Regions from separate parts of the Mus musculus genome. Here regions 1 and 3 are each linked to region 2. The links are chromatin contacts, called in public HiChIP or PLAC-seq and promoter capture Hi-C maps. All regions are on one chromosome and are shown on one strand. Each heading gives the region's core, a stretch centred on a gene start, on an enhancer-like site or on the middle of the called end of the contact. The rest is flanking DNA. Distances are from core to core; before and after follow the strand shown.

Region 1 (4,401 bases), core at 761-3,260, 250 kb after region 2:
GTGCTCACTCTGACAGGGAGGGGCCAAGTGAAGCTGGTTGGTTTCAGGGACTTCCTGAAGCTGTTTTTAGTTGCTTACCTTCCTGTTTAAAATGCATCTCTGCAAAATGGAATGCTTTACTCTCAGAGGGAACTGTTGCAACCCCTCCTCCATCAGATCCTCTAGTCCAGTCTATGTTTTGTGTTCTGGTTCAGCACCATACTGGGTTTTGGATACATGAGGATATCTGCAGGTTGCAGTATTTTCTGAAGGTTCTCTGCATCTGTTGCAGCTTTGACTGGTGTGATTTGAGGGTCAAGGAATCTGAAGGTGGGGGTGTGTGCTGCCCTGGGCAGGTTCTGTCTAGTCTTCCAGAAGCTGCCCCTGCAGGTGGCACTTGAAGGAGCGGTGGGCTCTCATGCTCTCTATAGAAAGCTGTTCTTGCACTGGGGTCTCTGGAGGAGTGGGCACACTGTACAGCTGTTATAAGGCTTCCAAGGACAGTGCCTTGTATGGGAAATGAGGAGGCCTGTATTTGAAGGTCTCCCAGTCGTGCTTCCCCCTCCACCCTGTGTAATCTGCTATGACCACTATGGTTAGTCAGACCCTTTAGCCTAGCCTAGGGAAGGTAGCCTACATCAATTGCCCTCTAAGACCCCAAAGGACGGCTGGATCTGCTGGAGAGCTGCCCTGGCTTGGATCTCTATCAGCTGGTATGGCACTGGCTTCTGAGTGCCTTGCAGCCCCCATACTGAGGGAGCAAAGATGGTTCTTGTGCCCTACCCTAACTCTCTGCACCTGTGAGGGTGGTTCCTTCCAGTTGTCAGCTGAGCTGCCAGATCCCTCTGATGATGAAGCCAGCAGGAGGCAGCGCAGCTTGGAGTGGTTGTCTCTTATCTGGCTCACATTGCTGGTCCCTCCCTTGTCCTGCCTCTACTGTGTGGTAGACACCTGGGAGGTGGATGCTTTCCATGTGCCAAGTATTCCCTGCAGTGCTTTGGAAAGGCAGATGCCCCACAATGTCTGAGTTGAACTGATGTGTGCAAGTCTGTGAGCTGCTGCTGTCCCTGCTCTGACCTGAAGCCAGTGACTGTGATGGTCTCTTGGTGTGGGGACATCACCACTGGGGGGGTGGGAGTGGGGATGGGGGACTTCTTCATGGTCCCTGCACTGCCACTCTGTCCTCTCTAGAGCACCTGGCCATGGTGCTTGTCCTCAGTTGTCCTTGGGGTTTATGAGATTGCAGAGCTCTCTATAGAAGGAACCTCCTCCAAGGGTGACATTTGTCCCAGGTAGCTGCCCTGTGCTGTAGAGCCTAACAACAGGCTCTGTGGCTGTGTTGCTAATGCACCAAGTATGGCTGTGGCAGGATCTTTCTCTACCCAGTCCACATCTCAATGATGGCCTTGGCCTCTGTCCCAAGGATGCAATCACTCCATGTCCCCTGACCTATGTTGTCTCCGACATTGCAAGCATGTGAAGTCAGTCCACAGGCTACTGTGTGTTCCCTCCCTCAGGACTAGAAGCCAGGAGACCCCAAATGTAAGGTGATTGAGAGCCAGCCAGGGGCATTCTCCAGCTGGACTCAAAGCTCTGTCCTGTGGGGCTTGGCTCTCCAGCCATCGCAACCACTTGGTCCAGACACACAGAAGCTAGCAAGGGACAATTGTGTTATTCCTGGCCCAGTACCCCTTGCTGCCTTGTCATTGGGCCCTTGGCCTCACTCTGGCCACAGCTGCTCTGTCACCCTAATGCCATGGTTCTGGCCTTCCGCTTGTTGAGACTGCTGTACATCTCAGCCACCACTGCAGCCAGATAAGTAACTGAGGCTTGTGACGTGCCTGAGCTTGAACTGGGGCATTGGGCCCCTGGCATGCAAGATGAGCCCTGTGTCATTAGCCACCACGATGCTCTGATGATGACGGGCAATTTCAGGGAATCTGGTGCACACGGCAGGGTGCAGCTCTGAGTCACAGCCTGTGCCCATTAGCTCGATGAGCCGTCCTGCTTTGTCCTTTCCACAACCAGGCCTGCCGAAGACTTGGCTGTGGCAGGCCCTGCCTCGCAGCTGTGTTCCCAGGATCTGAGGGTCAGAGCAGCCAGCACACCATTTGCATGTTGGGGCTCATACAGGGTCCCACTTGACTCTCCCCTGCCTTTCTGTCTTCACTTAAAGAGTTTGCTTCTGGGCTGCAGAGCTCTGTAAGCAATGCTGAGCAGGAAGCCTTCTGTATTCTTTGCCTGAATCAGGGCTGTTAGCCTGCAGCAGTTTGTGAGGAGCCCCTCCCCACCCCACAGACTTGGGGAATTGGAGCTGAGTTGGGCTCTTGAGCCAAACGGTGAGCTGGGGTGGTGGCCCGTAGCTCTTTCTCTTTGGTTTTTATATGGCCTACTTTTTTTGGTTGGGGATTCCTCTCCCTTCCACCACCCTTTTCCTCCCCCTCTCTGTCTCCTTTCTTCTCTCCTTTCTTCCTCTCTCCTCTGTCTTCCTCTCCCTGCCCCCTCCCCTCCCTTTTTGTCTTCCTCTTCCTCTCTCTGTCTACTTCTTTTACTTTCTGTCTTCTTCCTCCTCTTTGTCCTCTTCCTCCTTGTCTCTGTCCTCTTCCTCCCTCTTCCTGTTCCTCCCTCTTTTACCTGATAGTGCAGGTGGATCTGTCTATGGTGAGCCAGCACTGCAGCTTTCCCAGGAGTGGACCATGCGCTATGCAGAGTTTTCAGTGTCTTACACAGTCCTCCTAGCTCCTCTGGGCAGCCTGTTATCTGACTTCCCACTTTCCTTCTTGCTCGCTGGCCTTGGTGATGTGGAGTATAGTGTCTGTGGTCCCTCCATCACAGACTGGCCATGCTAATGCTGACCTTGACTGTGTGGCTCAGGTCGTCTCCTGGGTATTCTCTCCCAGCAGGGCATTCTTTAATGTCTGCCACACTGTACTTTGAGGTGAAATAAACTCTAAAATTAAATGTTTTAATTCTCAGAGAAGTCAAGAGAGGAAGAAGCAGGGTGGCCCTGTGCTAGGCCGACAGTTGGACCCAACACTGTCTCTTTTTCAGGGTGCCTGGTTCCTTTCCTTCTTCCTGGAGAGGAATCACAGATGGAGCGTGGGCTCTGTGGTATCTGTGTGCCTGGGGCTCTGTGGCTCAGAAGTGGAGTGTATGAACCCTTTGGGCTCTCTAGGCAGCCTACAGTAGCCCCTTGCCTTCAGGCTGTGTGGGAACACCCTTGCTTTCTGCAGCCCTGACCTTGGAGGGGCCATCTCCTGATGAGGCCAGACTCACCCCAATGAGTTTTTAATAATGACTTATTTTTATTTTATGTGCATTGGTGTTTTGCCTGCATATGTGTCTGTCCAATCCCTGGAACTGGAGTGAGCTGTCATATGGGTGCTGGGAATTGAATCTAGGTACTTTGGAAGATTAGCCAGTGCTCTTAACTACTGGGCCATCTCTTTATCCCTGAGCCACTGAATTCTTTGCAGGCTCCCGGTAGGCCATGGAACCCCCTCTTTCTTACTGTGGAACGAAGGATGGGGGCCTAGGTGTGTGTTCATGTGTACTCTCCATGTGTGCGGTGAACTGCTGTGCTCTGCAGGAGCCCTTGAAGTCCCATTGCCCTCTCTGCACACAGTGCTGCTGTCCTGGCTTGAGGACTTGAGCTACCCCATTTGTCTTTGAACTCCATACACTCCATGTCCCTGGGCTGCGTGGCCTGGGAAAGGCCATTGCTGAACTTTGTATAAACGGTTCAGTCTTCTCTCCAACCATATGTAAAAGCTTGATTGGCATACTTCCTGTTGGGAATTCACCTTTGCAGGCTGTCTCAGGCTCAGTCACCTGCTGGTGACTTTTGGGATGTCCACATATAGGTCACACCTCTTTCAGGTGGACAGACCTCAGAGAGACCTGGGTGACCACAGGCCTGCTGTCCATGCTGCCTACCATGCAGGCCACAGTGTATAGCACATAGGTCCTGGAAGTGTCTCCTGTCTCCACCCATATTCTCTTTGTTCTGAGCAGCCCCCCTCCTTGTTCTCAGAGGACCTGCCCCTAATTCTTTGTTTTTAAGTTTGAACACAGTGATTGGGCAGAATCCTGAGCCTGGCTTAGGAGACCACTGACACAGGGTTACTGCATCAGACTGTGAGTCCAGGCTGATGGCTGTGTACAGGACTCCTGTTGTCTGGGACATGGTCCAGGGTATTGGAAGCCTCTGCATGTCCACAGCTCCAAGTCCAAAATGGTGCCTTTTCTGTACCCCACTCATGTCCACCACTAGGCCCTTACTAGCTCTGCACCATCACCAGGACCTGCCTCTCGGATTCTCTCCTGTGAACCTTTCCCAGACTTTGGGCAGTGCAGAGTAGGTGACATTTAAGTTTTGGTCTTTGTCCTTCACTAAAAATCCATGGGGGTGGGGGTGGGGGT
Region 2 (3,998 bases), core at 269-2,768:
CTTAATTGTAGCCAAAATAGGTGATCCTGGCTGCCAAGGTTGTGATTTGATTTGAGTCTACAGGGTGTGGTCACACCATTGCTGGCCCTCTGAGAACTTTGATTTGTGTGGTGTTTTGGGGCACAGTCTCTGTGTCCCAGGGGCAGGGGAAAGCAAGTGCTGAGCACAGAGCCCATAGGATTGCTGAAAGGTTGTGCCCATTTCCCAGATGTGAAAACTGAGGCCCAAGGTAGAGAATGTACTGGTAACCCTACCTCGTGAAAGGAAGTAGAACCTCCCAGAGAAGCCCAGGTTTCCTGTCCAAGGTCTTCCAAACCAGCTCACCTGTTCAGAAGGTTGGAGCAGCCCTGCTGCATCCCCTGCCATCTGTGAGTTGGTGGACACTGCAGAGACAGAGACAGACAGGGAATGAGGGACAGGCCTCTGGCTAGAGCCTGTTGCTGTTGTGCAATTACCAAGCCTGTCCCTAAAGGATAGGAATGTCCCAGCTGCTGGCAAGGGACAGCAGGAGCCAGGCCCAGCCTCCCTTCCCGCTCACTGCCAAGGGTGGCCCTTGCCCATGTGACGCAGGCCCCTGCAGCTGCGAGAGGACATTCTGTGCTGGACTCTGGGTGCTGGACACCCACCCTGCACACTTGGTGCCCACAGAGCTTGCAGTGGGCGAGTGGTACCACCCTGCCTTGGCAGCCCTGCCATGGTCACCAGCTGCCCGTTACACATATGTGGCCTTCAAGGAAATAGCCTGCTGCAGGCACCCCAGTTGAACCTCAGAATGCTGTGTTACCCCAGGGCAGCTGCTGGCCCTCTCCGAGTACCCTTGACAAGCTCAGACAAGAACAACGTCCAGCCTAGTATCCAGTGCAAACAGCAGAGGGGCCTTGGCAGGGTTTAAACGCCCCGTTCCCCTGGCTATATCGCCTAGTATCTCCACCTCAGTTTCCTTATCTAAGGAGATTACATAGATACAAGGTCACCAGAGTTGCTGAAGCTCCTTCCCAGGCAGTTGCTCTGCCAGGCCACTCAGTCCCCACTTCTCTTGTGCCACTCACCTTTAGATGAGGGGGCAGGAGTCCCCGAGGGGTCTGTTGCTGTTTGTAAGTCCTTTGTGGAGGTGGAGCTGTGAGTGTGGGACACCAGGTTCCGGGCAGAGCTGAAGCCAGGCAGGGACCCAAAGAAACTGCTCAAGGTCTGTGTGGGGTGAGTAGGGGTGAGGTAAGTGGACACTGGGGTTGCCTTCCCAGGGTCCCTGGCAGAGTAGCCCTCTGTTCTCTTACCTTGCCTTTGGATTTGGGGGGGACCCTGGTCCCATCTCCTGAAGCTGACATGATGGCAGCCTGTGGGGCTAGAAAGGAGAAAAAAGTGCTAAGTGCTGGAGAGGCCCTTCTGTTTCATCCCCACCCTGACTCCCACCAACACCCCCTTCACCCACCTGGAGGTGGCAGTCTCTGGGTGACACAGCAGCTCGAGTCACCTGGACCAGTCAGGGTAAAGGGTCCCTCAGAGCAGGACCGCTGCTGGCAGCGTCTGGGCGCCCAATCCCCAAGCCTTATAGGGTCTGGGGAGGGTGTGGGCCTGGCTGGCCCAGGCAGGCGGCCAGAGAGCAGGGAGGGGGGGGGTGTCACATGCCTGCCCGCACAGGCGGTGTGGACCCAACCCAGCACCTTTCCCCTGCTCTCCACTGTGGGCCAAGCAGCCTCTGTTTATGGTGCCTGTTGAAGGCCCAGTGACTAACAGGCCGGTCATGCATCCCAAGGGACCTCCCACTCTCTGCCTCTACTTTTCTGAGATGGGATGCCTTTCTTACCAGGCACCACCTGTGGGTCTCAGTTTTACCTTCTAGACTTATCAGCTGGCTTCCTTGCCTCCCTCCTCCCACTCTGCCCCAGCTCCCTGGCTTGGAGTATTCCAGTCACAGGTACCTCCTCCAACACTCAGGACCCTTTCTCACCCACAGCCTTCACACAGCTTCGTCCTCTGCCCCAGGTCCTTTGCACAGGCCACACCCCTGCCTGCTACACCTTTCTCTAGATTCTCACACAGCCTTACCTCTGTCATCCTGTTTATATAGTGTGCCCAGGATAGTGCCTGGCACACATAAGACACTTAGGAAACATTTGTCTAAATGGGGACAAGTGAAGGTGTATGAGAGTTTGAAATGAGGTCGTATGTGATCAGTAGTCACTCAACAAATAGTACCTTAGCATTCCCTGGGCAGAAACAGGGTTTCCAAGAGAAGAGTGTGTGTCTTGTGGAGGGCAGTAGTATGTCCCTCTACTGAAAGGAACTTGGACTGAAGTGTGAGAACCCAATCTGGTGTAATCTCAATCTCTCTCTCTCTCTCTCAATCTCTCTCTCTCTCAATCTCTCTCTCTTTCTCTGTGTGTGTGTGTGTGTGTCAGGAGGGAGCATCCTGGGCCTGAGGCCCCACAGGCAGGATTCAGACAGCCCCTGAACTCCCTGTATGCCAAGCAGGCCATCGGTGAAGTGACTGGGCACAGTGACTGCCATTCCTGCCCTGGGCTCTGTTCCAGGCTTGTACTCCTGGGACAGAGATGCCAGCCTCAGCGATGGAGCAATTAACTCTGCCACTGCTAAACTAGGGGAAGAGGTTTCAGGCGGGGGTCCGGGGTCCCTGGTTTGTTTCCTTGGAATCTTGGGTGTGTTAGGTGACAGTTCTGGAGCAGAAGAGGGTGCTCCCAGCTATTGCTCCTGAGGGGTTGGGGTGGGTGGGAGGGAGCACTGCATCTGGCTCCCTCTTGTGCTGCCAGCTCCCACCTGCCCCCCACAATTCACTAAGCTCCCTGGAGGAGGTGGTAGTGGGCCTGGAGGAGGGTTGTGCCTGTTCCAAGACACTGCTTTGAGCACCAGGGAATTATGGGGGTTCTGGATGCCCAGAAATGCCATCTAGATCAGGCTCTGGGGCTGCCCTGACCTCATCATGCTAGACAGTGGTTTCCCAACACACTGCCCAGACCTGAGAGTCAGAGGGTGGCCAAGAATGTGGTGAGAGGTCAGGAGGACCCCGTGGGACCCATCCTGGCCTTTGCCCTGCCTCTCTCTGTCTTCCACAGCCCCTCACTAATGGTCCAGTGAGGAGAGAGAAGAAAAGCCACCCCATGGGGTCCCCCATTCCTCTGCTGCTCCCAAGAGGTTCTAAGAGCTAATTTATACTAAAGTAAGAATGGCTTCCACTTACGTGTATTCGAAGTTTAACCTAAGCTTCTCCCTGTAGCTCATTAAGAAATATACCATCCCTGAATGCTGGCTCAAAACTCCATCCCTACATCCCTAAAGTCACACCCTGAAAATTCCCAGCACCCAAGTTCCAAAACCTACCTCAGACCACATCAAACATATTTATTCAGGACCACAAACAGCAAAGCAATTGAGTCTCTGGACACCAGCCAAAAGCATTTGATTCTAGGAGTTCTGAGCCCCCAGGTAGATGATGTGGGCACCAGGTCTTCCTCCAGCCACCTTTCTTTTCCTTGTTTGTTTGTTTGTTTGTTTGTTTGTTTTTGAGACAATCTTGATAAGGCAGCTCAAACTGAACTCAGACTCTCAATCCTCCTGCCTCAGCCTCATGTATCAACTTTGGGGGTAAGGACAGGATCATAAGGGAGGGAGATTCTCCTATGAGGTTGAAAGTGACCTGCTGAGGTCCACTTAGACCTCAAAATCATCCAGGGCAGGGAAGGGAACAGAAGCCCTAGCCTGCGTGAGTGCTGTCACATGACCACCAGGGGGCAGTAGAGACCTCGATAGTCAGAAGTCCAGCTCTGGCATCATTGTGTGCTTGCCTTGCCCCCTTGGGGGCTCAGCCTCTTGCCCCCCAGGATCTGCAGACTCAGCCTCCCAGGCCCTCTTCTGGGCTGGCCAGTCCATGTGTGCCCAGCGAGGATCAGGGTCACCCACCACCTCGTCCACACAGGTGGCCAGGTTGATCAGGGGCTCCGACTGTTCCACCAGGATGGGTGCAAAGGGCCCCACAAGCCAGG
Region 3 (4,422 bases), core at 439-2,938, 220 kb after region 2:
ACATCCTGAAGGATAGAAAACAATTGCTTCCAGGCACTGAGTGCTAACAGGACTGATAGACATTGGAGTGTGTTTGTGTGTGTGTACTTGTATGTGTGCACTTGCACAGGTAGACATGTGCCACCTGTGGAGGTCCGAAGGACAAAGGACTCTTCCTCCACCCTGTGGGTCACACAAGTCATCTGGCTAGAAGGCAAGTTTACTGAGCTGTTTCACCTGAGACAGGGTCTTATGTAGTTGCCCTGGCTGGCCTCCAGCTCAATGTAACTAAAGATGATGGTGTAGTCCAAATTCTGAGTACATGGTGACTGGCGTGGGTGATGGCTGTTCTCTTTACATTGCACAATGAAGAGCAATGGAAACAATTCAAGACTCGTCTAGCTTGGAATAATTTATGTGTAACCTTGAGAGTTAGTGAATTAGCAACAGACTAGGGGGGTAGAACAAATATCTTGGGTGCACAAAGAACCTGCTCTAAGGAGGGTACTTTCCAGATGTTAGATATTAAAGTAGAAGGATTTCTAGTCTACCCCATAAAACAGGAATGTTGTCACCTCTGCTTGCTCAAGTATAGAAGCCGTAATGGTAGTTTGCAAAGCAGGCTCTGGATAAAAGAGCTTGCAGTGAAGCCTAACAACCCAGATGACAAACTCCAGAGTTGCCCTCTGACCTGTAGAGGTATATACCACACATATATACAAAATAATAAAAATTTAAAATTATAAATGCATATTGATGGGGATGATATCAGACCTTAACTAAATGCTCTTGAGTGCAGGGTGACTGGTGTGGTGATGCTGTTCCCTTCACATCGCACAATGAAGAGATGGAAACAATTGTGTGGAGCAGGGGCTTGGACACCTGTAGCTGGAATTTGGGTGCCCAGGCCTCCAATTTGCAATACGCTGAGCTAGAGAGTAGGACCTAGGACATTTTGAGAAGTAGATAATTGAATCCTCTTCCACTGAGTTATTGCAACGCTTTCCATGGGTACAGCTATCAGTTCAAGGTGGGGGGTGGGGTGGACCAAGTCGCGCACGTTTTAGGGAACTCATGAACGTTTGGGGAGGGCAATATGGAACGCTTTTGAGATCCTCTTACCCTAGTTCGGCCTTTTGCAAAGCTGGGCTCAAATTCTGACTCTAGATCTAGAACTACTGGGTTTCGAACCACTGTCTCCGGACCCAGAGCTGATGTTGTGCAGGAAATCACGTACTCAGCAGCCGCCCGATCACAGGGTGGAGTCTGGAGCAGCAAGACAGCGATTGACATTCAGTCGCAACCATTCGGCACCCAGAGACCGGTACCAAACACCAATCCGCGTTTGTCTCAGTAAAGTCTGAGAACGCGCTTGTCAATCTGCGTGAGCTCGGGGCTATCCTACACCCGACCGCAGCCGGATTGGCTGTGTGCATCTTGACGGGCATGCTTCGTACCCACTGAAAGCTGAGCCGGTCACTAGGCACGTGAGTGGGTGCCGGCACGTCCTCGGGGTTGGACCAATGAAGGGAAGAAATCGAGTGCCTGCTCCCGCCCCAGGTCGCGGAGGGCGGGGCCGCTCGGTGTTGATGAGGGGAGGGGTGGAGCTGTCAGCCGCCACCAATCAGCGTGCGGGCGTGGGCTGAATGCCCAATGGCGGCCGAGTAGGAGCCGTCGCCCCGCCCCTCTGAAGCTTCGCCTCCCCGCCCCGGGCTCTTGCTGAGGGCTCGGCCGCGAGCGAGCGAACCATCGAAGGAGCAAAGAGACCGGGCGAAGCTCGGAGCCCAGTGGCCGGGGCGAGCGAGTGAGGGCCGGCGGGGGCGACGCGAGACGGCCGGGCACGCGCCGCTCAGCCTGCTGTCTGCGGCCCGGGCCGCGCGTTGCGCCAGGTGAGTGAGTGTGCGATCCGTGGCGGCGCTCAGCAGCTTCCAGGCCCCTTTGGGGGGCCGCGCGGCCGCCATGCCTGCCCCCACGCCGCACCTTGGGCCGCCGCGCGCACTCCAGGCCGAGGCTTTGGCTGCGGCCTACTCGGCTCCTCAGGGCGGCGGAGTACGCCGCGCTTTTGTCCGTTCGGGCGAAGCTGCTGTTTGTTGATCGACAAAACGATTGTGTGCCTGGGAAAGGAGGGTGTGTTTTTTTGGGGGTGGGTGGGGGGGGTTGACGATGGGGCCGGACAAAGGCGGGGCGGGGGCGGGGCGCCGCGTCCCCTTTCCAGGGCACAAAAGATGACAGCGTGGGTGGCCCGGTCCAGCCATCCCTTCAACAACCCCAAATCCTTAAAAATAAAAAACCCACTCCAAGTCCCTGCTCCCCGCCGCTTGCATTTTGGTTCCCTTTGGTTTGGAGCTGTCCCCTCCAAACACTCACCCATCATGGCCTTGCAAACTTGACCCCCGCATGTCCAGAATCTGTAAATCACCATATAATCTGCATTTTAAAAATGAAAATAAATAGTACACGTATCTGCTATTGCAATGGCAGCCTTTCCACCTCGCTTCTGTACCCTGGTCTCTTTGCTTTCCAGCTCCCTTCTTTCTGTAAGCCATGAAATGTGCAGTTTTCCGCGTGCACACTAGTCCAGGGCATCCCGGCAGACAGGGAAGCTTGGCAAAGCTGGGGACAGCTGGGGGTGGCTTTCCTACTGCCATATCCTGGGGGGTTTTGGGGGTTCTGTTAGGGGTTTCGGTCAGCCAGCTGAGAGTATAAGGGATTCCAGGTTTGCAGATTTGATGCTGTAACTGGTGCGGTTTGGCCATTACGGTTCGGGCATCGCGGTTCCTTGTCCCATCTGTCTGAAAGGGGGGGGGGCGGGGCGGAGGATGGCATCGCTTTAATAATTAACACCTGGGGAAGTGTCTTGCCGGAGTAGTTGCTAGTTTTTTTCAACTATGGAGAGGATGGATCCGGTATGTTTCAAAAAGCAAAAAGAAAGAGTGTATCTTTCCCTGTAACCAAGTGGGATTTGCTCAGCCTGCAGCCTGGTGCCAGCACCTTCATAGGCGCTGAGGATCTTGGTTGCAGAAGGTTGGGGGGTCCGGGATGTCTCTGTGTCCCATTAGTTGTGTATCTGACAGTCCCCAGGCTGGAGACTGCACTGTTCCCCAAACAGCTCCTGCCTCAAAATGGGTTCATTACGTGGGTCTTCAGGGGCTCCTACCACTACCAGGAAAGGGCTAATCACTCTCTTTAATTCTCCAGTAATTGCTGCCTTCAGAGTCACCAAAAGGGCGTGTCTCCAGACTGGGCCAACCTTTTCTTCCCACCCTGCTCTAGCTGTAGTCAGCTTTCTTCTTCCCTTCCTTTTTTCCCCAAGCCTTGTGGGTGTTCTGTATCTAAACTTGTAGGGTCCCTATGCAAGACTCCAGTCAAACTTTTCATCCTCTCCCTAGGAGGGCAGGAAGCCTGACTGTCATGGGGTGTTTTGATGTTTGGGGTGGAAATGTCCTTGTGCCAGGTGCTCCATGTACCTGTGCATATCCAGGCGCACCTGTGAATGTGTGTGTTCTAAGCTGGGATTGTATAGGTCTGATTGACAAATGATTTTCTAATCCTTTCCTCCCGGGGAGAGGGCTGCTGAGGAGATATCATAGTACACTTTGTATCTGGAGACTCAGTTACAGTCTTGTAGATATTTGTCTGTAGCCTGTAGCCTGTCTCCTTCCCTGCCCCAGGGGCCCCTCTGTTTTCCCTGCCTGCCCAGCCCTTACTTAGACTTTCTGTTCTTGCTTCCCACCTCTGCTGGGCCCCTTCTCACATTGTCCTGGGAGCCCCAGCACTAGGTAGCCATCTGTCCCTGTGCTACCTGACACCTGTGGGGAGTCAACAAGCTGTCAGATCACTCAGGGGCCTGGGGCTCCTTGGGAGTGCTGGGAAGAGGCTGATCTGGCTAGCCCAGTATCCATAAGACAGTGAGGTGCTTGGGTATTCGAGTGCATGCGTGTGTGCTCACGCTTGTGGTGTAGAGGTGTGGGCTGTGATGTACTTCCTGATGGTTGTCTCTGGAACTGGAGGTGGGGTGGAGGGTTCAGGGCCTGGTGGCCTTGGGCTTGTCACTTGCTCCAGAAGCAAGATTTAGAGCCACCAGTCTGCCAAAGCCTCCTGGGAACAGGGGACAGGGAGTAGACTATAGCAGATGGCCTGCCTCTGGAGAGACCTGTCACTGCAGGGCCCATGGGGGGCAGGGACTGGGCTCTGCTCACCATACTTGGAGTTCAGGCTATGGTGGAATCCCAGAGGTCTGGATTGACATCCCTCCCTCAGCAGGTGCCTTTCCTGCTCTGTGCAGCATCCTGACTCCCTCTTTATCTATAGCGTTGGCCTCAGGTGGCCTTGAGGATCAAGAGCTAGGGGCCAGGAGTTTGGATGCTTTCTGCTCTGCACTAGTGTTCCCACTGGCTCAGTTCACTGTGACTTGGTCACCCCTGGGGTGGGCGTTCGTTGTAC

Evidence for each region. Promoter capture Hi-C pulls out the DNA fragments that hold promoters and counts their contacts. HiChIP or PLAC-seq counts read pairs in DNA pulled down with a chosen protein or histone mark.
Region 1: a contact with region 2 is called in an HNF4G HiChIP or PLAC-seq map of pancreatic cancer cells. The contact joins the enhancer-like site here to the promoter of Plin4 in region 2. A contact is called at or near these places in 10 of 39 promoter capture datasets (the C10 cell line, HPC-7-derived erythroid cells, cranial neural crest and 4 more), 2 of 15 datasets of contacts at CTCF or cohesin (embryonic stem cells and large pre-B cells), 1 of 484 Hi-C or Micro-C datasets (embryonic stem cells), 1 of 115 datasets of contacts at active chromatin or transcription factors (pancreatic cancer cells) and 3 of 9 other capture datasets (embryonic stem cells, liver and pancreatic islet).
Region 3: a contact with region 2 is called in a promoter capture Hi-C map of pre-B cells. The contact joins the promoter of Kdm4b here to the promoter of Plin4 in region 2. A contact is called at or near these places in 10 of 39 promoter capture datasets (the C10 cell line, the HPC-7 cell line, cranial neural crest and 5 more), 2 of 484 Hi-C or Micro-C datasets (the G1E-ER4 cell line and embryonic stem cells), 7 of 115 datasets of contacts at active chromatin or transcription factors (bone marrow-derived macrophages, embryonic stem cells, fetal liver and 3 more) and 3 of 9 other capture datasets (adipose tissue, liver and pancreatic islet).

What each region holds. Positions count from the first base shown.
Region 1 is chr17:56,358,666-56,363,066 of GRCm38.p6, forward strand. The region is part of intron 5 of Kdm4b (lysine (K)-specific demethylase 4B); the gene reads left to right. Among named protein-coding and RNA genes, the nearest start is that of Gm32715, 28 kb to the right of the region's middle. Within about 2 kb of position 2,011, at least 77 of the 459 cell types and tissues checked have an H3K27ac peak or open chromatin away from gene starts, as enhancers often do. A contact at or near this core is called in hippocampal neurons, pancreatic cancer cells and pancreatic islet, where this site is marked.
Region 2 is chr17:56,108,264-56,112,261 of GRCm38.p6, forward strand. It overlaps Plin4 (perilipin 4), which reads right to left and starts at 1,519. Exons shown (of 8, transcript NM_001372234.1): 1 at 1,430-1,519; 2 at 1,275-1,342; 3 at 1,050-1,188; 4 at 325-383. The coding sequence starts at 1,325. Plin5 (perilipin 5) reads right to left here. Exons shown (of 8, transcript NM_001077348.1): 8 at 3,338-3,998. The coding sequence ends at 3,766.
Region 3 is chr17:56,324,362-56,328,783 of GRCm38.p6, forward strand. Kdm4b (lysine (K)-specific demethylase 4B) reads left to right here and starts at 1,689. Exons shown (of 23, transcript NM_172132.3): 1 at 1,689-1,868.